Linked DNA regions of Canis lupus: region 1 is linked to region 2. The links are chromatin contacts, called in public Hi-C maps. All regions are on one chromosome and are shown on one strand. The core of a region is the stretch at or near the end of the contact, and the rest is flanking DNA. Distances in the headings are between cores, read along the strand shown.

Region 1 (3,613 bases), core at 145-2,644, 430 kb after region 2:
GAGGTTGCCCTGCAGAGCTCTGGGTGCTCCGTTAGCACCAGCAAATCCATTCCCATAACTGGCAGCTGACAACACAATTCCAGCACAACGTGACATTTAATACCCCAGAAGCACAAGAATGCGAGAGGTAAGAGGTAGAGCAAGTGAAGAAACGGGGACAGGTTGAGCCCAGGCTGAATGCCACTTAAGACTAAGCTTCTCAGGAATGGGGGGCTGAGGAAAGAGGAAGCCGAAAGAACTTGCAGAGAAAGGCTTGTTTATAGTCAGGCTCCCCCTCTCATTCCTAACTGTCCCAGAGTTGGTCTGGGCAAAGCCAGCCCTGCCCTGCCCAGCCCAGGCCTGCCCGGGGTGTTCTCTCCTTCCTCGGGGGAGTTCATTTGCCTCCCAACCACGGAGGTGTGCGTTTGCATTCTCCGTCCTTGGGGAAGACGGGGACCTGTGTCCACCCTGCCCTGCCGGTTCATTAACGTACCCTCATCAAGGTCCCTGCTGGATCTAAGATTTCAGTATCAACAGCCAAAAGGAAGGGATCCTGCCCCTCAAGTGCAATCACTTGCACTTCCAGAAAGCCTGGAGGTCTAGACCTAGAAAAGAGAGTAGAGAAGACACAGTCCATTGAGGGACTCCACCTTTTCTTCTTGTGTCCAAGGGGATGGCGCCCCTGTTGCTCCCTCTGAATGGAAATCCCATCCTCCTTGGCCTGGTGGTGAGCTCCCAGTCTTCCTCCAGACTCACCTCAGGCTTTCTGGCTTTGGGAGGCCATCCCTCAGCACCTCAGGGAGCGTGGCCGTGACTTCCGCTGTGCTCTCGCTCAGAACCGTGTGCTGCCGTATTGTTTACGCATTGGGGGACAGTGGAGGGACGCTCAAGCTCTGAGGACTCCCAGCCTGTCCCCCCCTTCCTCGCCAGCTAGGAAGGCTCTTCCCACTTGGCTGCTACCATCCTCTCCTTCCTCTCGGGCTAGAGGTCTCCCTTGCCAGAATTTATTCTTCTCTTTTCTGTGATACAGAATCAAAAGGCTGGGAGAGAGAAATGAAGAGACGGAGGCAAAGAAGGTGTTGAAGAGATAAGAGGCGTGTGCAGTAGGCCAGGAGGATGTTATCTCAAGGATAGAAAAGGAAAACTTGCCTGGATCGGGGTAGTTCCCTGCGGGGGCGGGGGGGGAGGTGTTGAAGAAAGAGTGTCCGGGGAGGCTCAGGCCACAAGAGGGAAGAGGTTGCGTTAAGGGTAGCTCAGGACTGCCCCTGTGGCTTCCACTCACGGAGCTTCAACCGACGGGTTAAGGACTTAACATTACTCAGAAACACCTCTTGGTCACTGGGACCCTCTTTCTTAACCCTGCTCTGGGACTGCACTGCACCGACCACCCTCCACTGGGTGCCATCCCGGGCTTCTAGGACCTTCCACTCTACTCTTCCCGTTGTGTGGCCCAGAGCCTGCGCCCGAGAGATGCTCAGCAAAAGTTAGCTGGTTTCCTTCCTTCTTCCCTTCTGTCAACCCCGAGCAGCCTATCAGGCTGAGATGAGGGCAGAATGGAGGATGGGCCGGCAGGATCGCTTTGGGGGGGGTGAGGCAAATAAAACATCCCACTAAGTCTGCCTGGACGGAGTACCCGCAGCACAGTGCTGATCTTGGCTGGGCGCCCGCTGTTTACCAGCCCCCTCCGGGCCTCTAGGGTATGGCTAATTAAAGACATGGTTACTCATTTCATTCCCAAGTCGCTATTTAAGGAAGTAGAATCATGCCATTCCTATAAGGCCTCTGACCCTACACCAGAGGCAAACAATGCCAGGGCTTGTCCAAGTGGCTGTTAAGTACAGAGCTGTTCAAAGAGCCTGGGAGGAGGGAGCAGACGGCAGGCCCTACAGCTGGCCCAGCTGCTGGTTCGCCCCTCCTTCCATGCCCTCCTCTCTCCCTCCCACCCAGGGGCCGGGACCTAGTGGCAACCCCTCCCTGAGCCCCCTGCCAGGGCAACTCCTCTGTTTGCTGGACACACTCAGAGTCACACTCAGAGTGACTTTTCTGAGCTGACTCAGAAAAAACAAAAAAACAAAAAAACACTAACATTCTCCTTTTGGATTTTAGGGAGCAGCAACTTGGAGCATTTGGGATTCTTCAGCTGTCCTTTAAGAAGTGAAAAAACAAAACCGAAAAGAAAAAAATAATTGCTTTTAATCAACTGACTCTTACTGAGGTCTGCTCTATGTCAGGCCCAATGCAAAGCACATGGAAAAAAAGTGAATAAAAGTCACTCCTGCCCTCAAAGGGTATCCAGTCTTATAGACAAATTAGATGCATAAACAAATAAGTTATACTGGTGTGGAATAAGTACAAGAGTAGAGTTACAGACTTTGCACCATATGGAGAAGGTGGTGATAACCTCTAACAGGTAGAGGGGAAAAAAGGTGTGCAGAGGGCGGGAGACAGGAGGTGGGTTTCGAGGCAAAAGTAGGAGTCACCTGGCTCAAATTTTTCTAACAAGTAATTCAAAACAGCAGTAATCTGTGAAGGGCTAGTCAGAAATCCAGCACAAATGTGAAATTTATTTTTTTATGAATTTTTTAATCAAAATATCATTGGCATATAACATTCGATTAGTCTCAGGTAGCATAGAATCTCTCAGATAGGGCAGCCCGGGTGGCTCAGTGGCTTAGCGCCTGCCTTCAGCCCAAGGCCTGATCCTGGAGACCCGGGGTCGAGTCCCAGGTCGGGCTCCCTGCATGGAGCCTGCTTCTCCCTCTGCCTGTGTCTCTGCCTCTCTCTCTCTCTCTCTCTCTGTGTCTCTCATAAATAAATAAACTATTTTTAAAAAATCTCTCAGATATTTATTTTCATGTTTTAAGATTGTGCAAATTGCGCATTATAGTTTATAACAGTCACACGTTTTGACATTAAACTAGTGTCTTCAGTTTCTACTCAGTATGATTATTGGACCTTCCAAACACATCCTGCCAAATAGAACTTCTCCTCCATGGAGGCGGAAGCTCCCCGTTGACCCCTTGGGTGAGAGAAAAGCAAGTTTTACCCAGTCTGAAAACTCGGAAGCCTTTAGAAGATGGCTGGAGCCCAGAGCTTGGCCTCTGAATATACGAATGGCTTTCCACACTCCTATTTAGGCCTGCTGACGGAGTCTGACCACAGTTAGTGTCTTCCCAAAACCCTTCCTCAAGTAAGCGTGTCCTATTTTCCTTTCACCCCCGCTGTCTGCCATGTTCCTTGATTTGAGGAAAATGCCAGCAAAGAGGAGGCCACTGGGCACCATCAACAATACCAGAGTGGAAAACAGTGGGATCGCTCCCACAAAGCCAACATTTAGAGCTATTCCAAGCCGAGTTTGCAATGATCGCCAGTTAGGTGCCAGCCACCATTTGAGGTTTACACCGCCACCGCAGGTGAAAGGTAATGATTCCCTAAGCCCTATGCCAGGTTAACACTCCAGACCAATTAAGCCAGAAACCCTGGGAGTGGTGTCCAGGCGTTAGAATTTATTAAACCTATAGGGTGATTCCAATGTGCGGCCAGTTTGCGAACCAGTGGGCTAGATCACCATGCTTCCCAACCTTGGCTGCACATTAGAATCACCTGGGGAGGTTTTTGTACATAAGGTGGGGGA
Region 2 (3,696 bases), core at 1,159-3,658:
TCATGTCTCATAACTGCTCTGTGAAGTGGGTTCTAGCATTAGAATCCTGATTGCACAGATGAGGAAGGTAAGGCACAGAGAGGTTTAATGATCTGTCCAAAGTAGCACAGCCGTGGCAGAGATAGGATTGAACCCAGGCAGTTGAGCTCTAGGGTGCATCCTCCTCACCCCTAAGCCATGTTGCCGTTTCACTATTGGTATGCACTCTGGTCCTGGAAGGACAAGAAAGAGAATAGCCAAGTATCTGAGGGGAGCAGGAGCTACTCCAAATACCTCCTTAAGACCACTGGCTCTGAACTCAAGGCCCTAAACCTCTGGGTCTCCCCCCTCTCCAGCAGGGGGCGCCCATAGTCCACATTTTCTGGGTGCCCTTTTTTTTTTTTTTAAGTTTTTATTCATGAGAGACACACAGAGAGAGGCAGAGACTTAGGCAGAGGGAGAAGCAGGCTCCCTGCGGAGAACCCGATGGGAGACTCCATCCCAGATCCTGGGCTGAAGGCAGTCACTCAACCGCTGAGCCACCCAGGGGTCCCTCTGGGTACCCTCTTAAGGACAGAAGCCTCAGCTGTTGAGAACCAGAACTCCAGACCCTTATCAGGAGAAGCACCGATCTTAAAACTTTGTCTATCATTCTCGAAGTATTTATAGTGAACTAATGAAAGAAATGACCCAATGTGTGGAAAGAACCAGTGCAATAATACCACTATATTTCTTGGAGGACCTGCAATGGGCATTGAGAATAACCACAAGCCTAACAGACCTGCATAAGCCCCAAGCTTATAGCATCACTCCCCGGCTCCAGATAAACCACCAGACATCAGAGGCAGGGATTTTTCTCGCCACACTCAGAAAGCATTTGATTCAAACGGGCCCCAGCCCTCGGGGTGGCCTTGAACATACATACAGGCCCTCCCACCTGGTTTGTTAGGTGGTGGAGCCCGTGCCGTATGCATCGCACTGCCCTTTGGAACTTCTGTTGAGGTGTTTCCTCTAGTGACTTTTGTTCCATGCTTCCTAGGAACTAGAACACAGGAGCAACGGAAAAGGCCAAACTTCAACCTTATGATAGAGAGGAGACCAGTCTTGACACGATTTGCACCTTTCACAGCGGTGGGAGGAGAATAGCTCTACTGGGGTCGGTGGTGTGGGTGGGGGGGTCGGGACCCCTGGCTCAGGCACTGCCTCCACCCTTATAGTACTCTCCAAGAAGACTGGGGGGTGGGGCAGCTTTTAAGCAGGAACAGAGTTGATTGCCTAGAGCGGACCAGTTTCTCCCATCCTCCCTATCCCCCTAGCAGCCTGCAGGGCACCCTCACCCCAGCCCCTCCAAGTGATCCCTTTTCTCAGTATCTTTTAGTATAAGAAGCCCGATTCAAATTAAAGGAGAGGAAAAACAGAGAGAAAAAACCTGATGCCAGCCTCCAGGGAGGGGCTAGACATCTCCAGGCTTCAGATTCTAGTTCTCCCTCCCATGGGCTGGGCAGCCCCCAGGAAGTTTATTTACCCTTTCTTTCTCCCTGCGCGCTGAAGGTAATGAAATGCATGTCACAGGGTCGTGGAGCAGTGGACGAGGGCGTGTTAAGAGGAAGCCCGGTGTGTGGCACGTAGGAAGCACTCTATAAGTCTTAGCTGTTGTGACCAAACTCAGGCCAGCACTGCTCAGCAAAGGAAGCTTGCGCTCTGTCACCATTGCCAACTTTGTTGTTACCAGGGCAGTGTTTGTGCTCCCCGGCTCTGGGCGACCTTGGCAAACTTCCTGTCTTCCCCCAAGAATACAAGACCCCTCCTCACCTCCTCAAGGTCATCGACTAGATGCCATGTGAGAGGTTCTCCCTCCTGGAATTGGGTCCCTGGGCACTTATCCTGGTGACTTACTGGCTTGGGCCTGAGGTCAGGTGAAGGGCAAGAGGGCCTCAATCCTGACTTTTACTGTTATTGATTTGTGGTGATTTTAAGGCAGAGGGCATGGCCTCTGGGGCCGGGACTGCAGGCCCAACAATGCGTCCCTTCTCCCATGGCCCTGTTTACCTTCCGGGAGCGGGCAGGGTGTGGCCAGAGCTCCTGGCGTGCAAGAGCACCAGGGTGTGGTGAGGACACTGGGTGTGGGTGCCCAGGACAGGCCGCAGAGGAGGGACCCAGGTCTAAGTGCTGAGGCCACCTGTCGGCCCTGCTCTGCTGTGGAGCAGCTGTAAGACTCAGGCTCTCAGCTCCTCGCACACAACAACAACAGCAACACGACTAGCATTAGTTTTCCTGAGTCCTTATTAACCACATGTGGCACGCCAAGCACACCCTTGATCGTTAGGACCTCGGCTGCGTGTGAGTCCTGGAACCACCACTCACTGGCTGCGTGACTTCAGGGACATTGCTTAGCCTCTCTGCTCCTCAACATCCTCCTCTGTAAGAAGGGCGGTGGTTAAGGCACTTCTGCTGACAGCAGGCCTGGAGGTGCCCATTGGAACCCAAGGCCATCATGCTGGAGCCCAGGAAGGGGAAGATAGAATTAGGCCATTAGACCATGTGATATTGGGGTGGGGAATTTACCTTGATGACGTTAGGATGCCGGGTCCGTGTAGGTGTAAGTATGCAAAGCTAGGAATCCAGGAAAGAATTGCCAGAGGATGCATGAAAAACAAGATTTTTTTTTTTTAAAAAGATGTTTTTAAAACAGATTTTATGTATTTACTCATGAGACACACACACACACACACACACACACACACACAGGCAGAGACACAGGCAGAGGAGGAAGCAGGCTCCACGCAGGGAGCCTGAGGTGGGACCCGATCCAGAATCACGCCCTGAGCCAAAGGCAGACGCTCAACCACTGAGCCACCCAGGTGCCCCCAAAATAAGATTTTATATGAAAATACTCACCTTGATCCTGAGAGAAAATAGACCACCTGGCATCAGTAATAATTGAGCAGAGTCATGAGCGCAGAAAATCAAAATAGAACTCACTGAAGTCAGTGTAAACAAGACTGAGGTCAACTATTTAAAACATTTTATGTACCATAAGAAGGCTTCCAATGAAGTAAATAAAGTATAAGTTGTAAAAGAAGAAGGAGGGGAAGGAGAAGGGGAGGAAGAAGAAGAGAAAACGTCTTCCTCCGGTTGTCGGAGGATGAAGTGAGAAAGTCCTAGAATAGTTTCTGGCCCGAGGTAATGTTGAGCAAGTATTAGCAGTTGCTAATGTAAAGTTCACATGCATGACTTCATGCCATACTCATAACAATCCTGAAACAAGCCCTCTACAGAGAGGCTTAGGGCCCACTCAAAGAAGCAAGCAAAGCTGGGATTTGCTCAGGATTATCTGATTCTGAATCTCAATCTCTAGATCCAAAACCAGTGTGTCTTGCTGCCTCTCATTTAGCAACATCACCCGAAGAAACCGTGATCGAGTGCCTTGCTTTGAGCCAAGCTGCTGTGACCTTATTTAATTGGTTGAAACATTCCAATTTGATTTGCTCAGCTCATAAGCGCTTGCAGAGCTCTTCTCATGGGGCACTGAGCTGGGTCCTGGACTCACCTCCAGAGCCAGATGTTGGTCTTGCCCACAAGGAGCTCACTGGCCAATGTGCAAACAGAAAAGCCCGTGTTGTGATCAAACAGCTTGACAAATCTAAAGACCCTTTTGGCTTGCAATTCCATTTGGACAGCTTCTTGAACTTCCTTACCTCTTTTGAGGGCCTTAAC

Evidence for each region. Hi-C and Micro-C count contacts between places; a contact is called where the count stands out from the background.
Region 1: a contact with region 2 is called in a Hi-C map of skin fibroblasts, with 2.3 times the contacts expected there. The contact joins two enhancer-like sites. A contact is called at or near these places in 7 of 9 Hi-C or Micro-C datasets (amygdala, blood, liver and 1 more).

The regions. Positions count from the first base shown.
Region 1 is chr3:74,602,952-74,606,564 of UU_Cfam_GSD_1.0, forward strand. No RefSeq gene overlaps it. Among named protein-coding and RNA genes, the nearest start is that of TBC1D1, 280 kb to the right of the region's middle. Within about 2 kb of position 1,395, at least 9 of the 20 cell types and tissues checked have an H3K27ac peak or open chromatin away from gene starts, as enhancers often do.
Region 2 is chr3:74,175,318-74,179,013 of UU_Cfam_GSD_1.0, forward strand. All of the region lies in intron 2 of LOC119876151 (a long non-coding RNA gene), which reads left to right. Among named protein-coding and RNA genes, the nearest start is that of TLR10, 36 kb to the left of the region's middle. Within about 2 kb of position 2,409, at least 5 of the 20 cell types and tissues checked have an H3K27ac peak or open chromatin away from gene starts, as enhancers often do.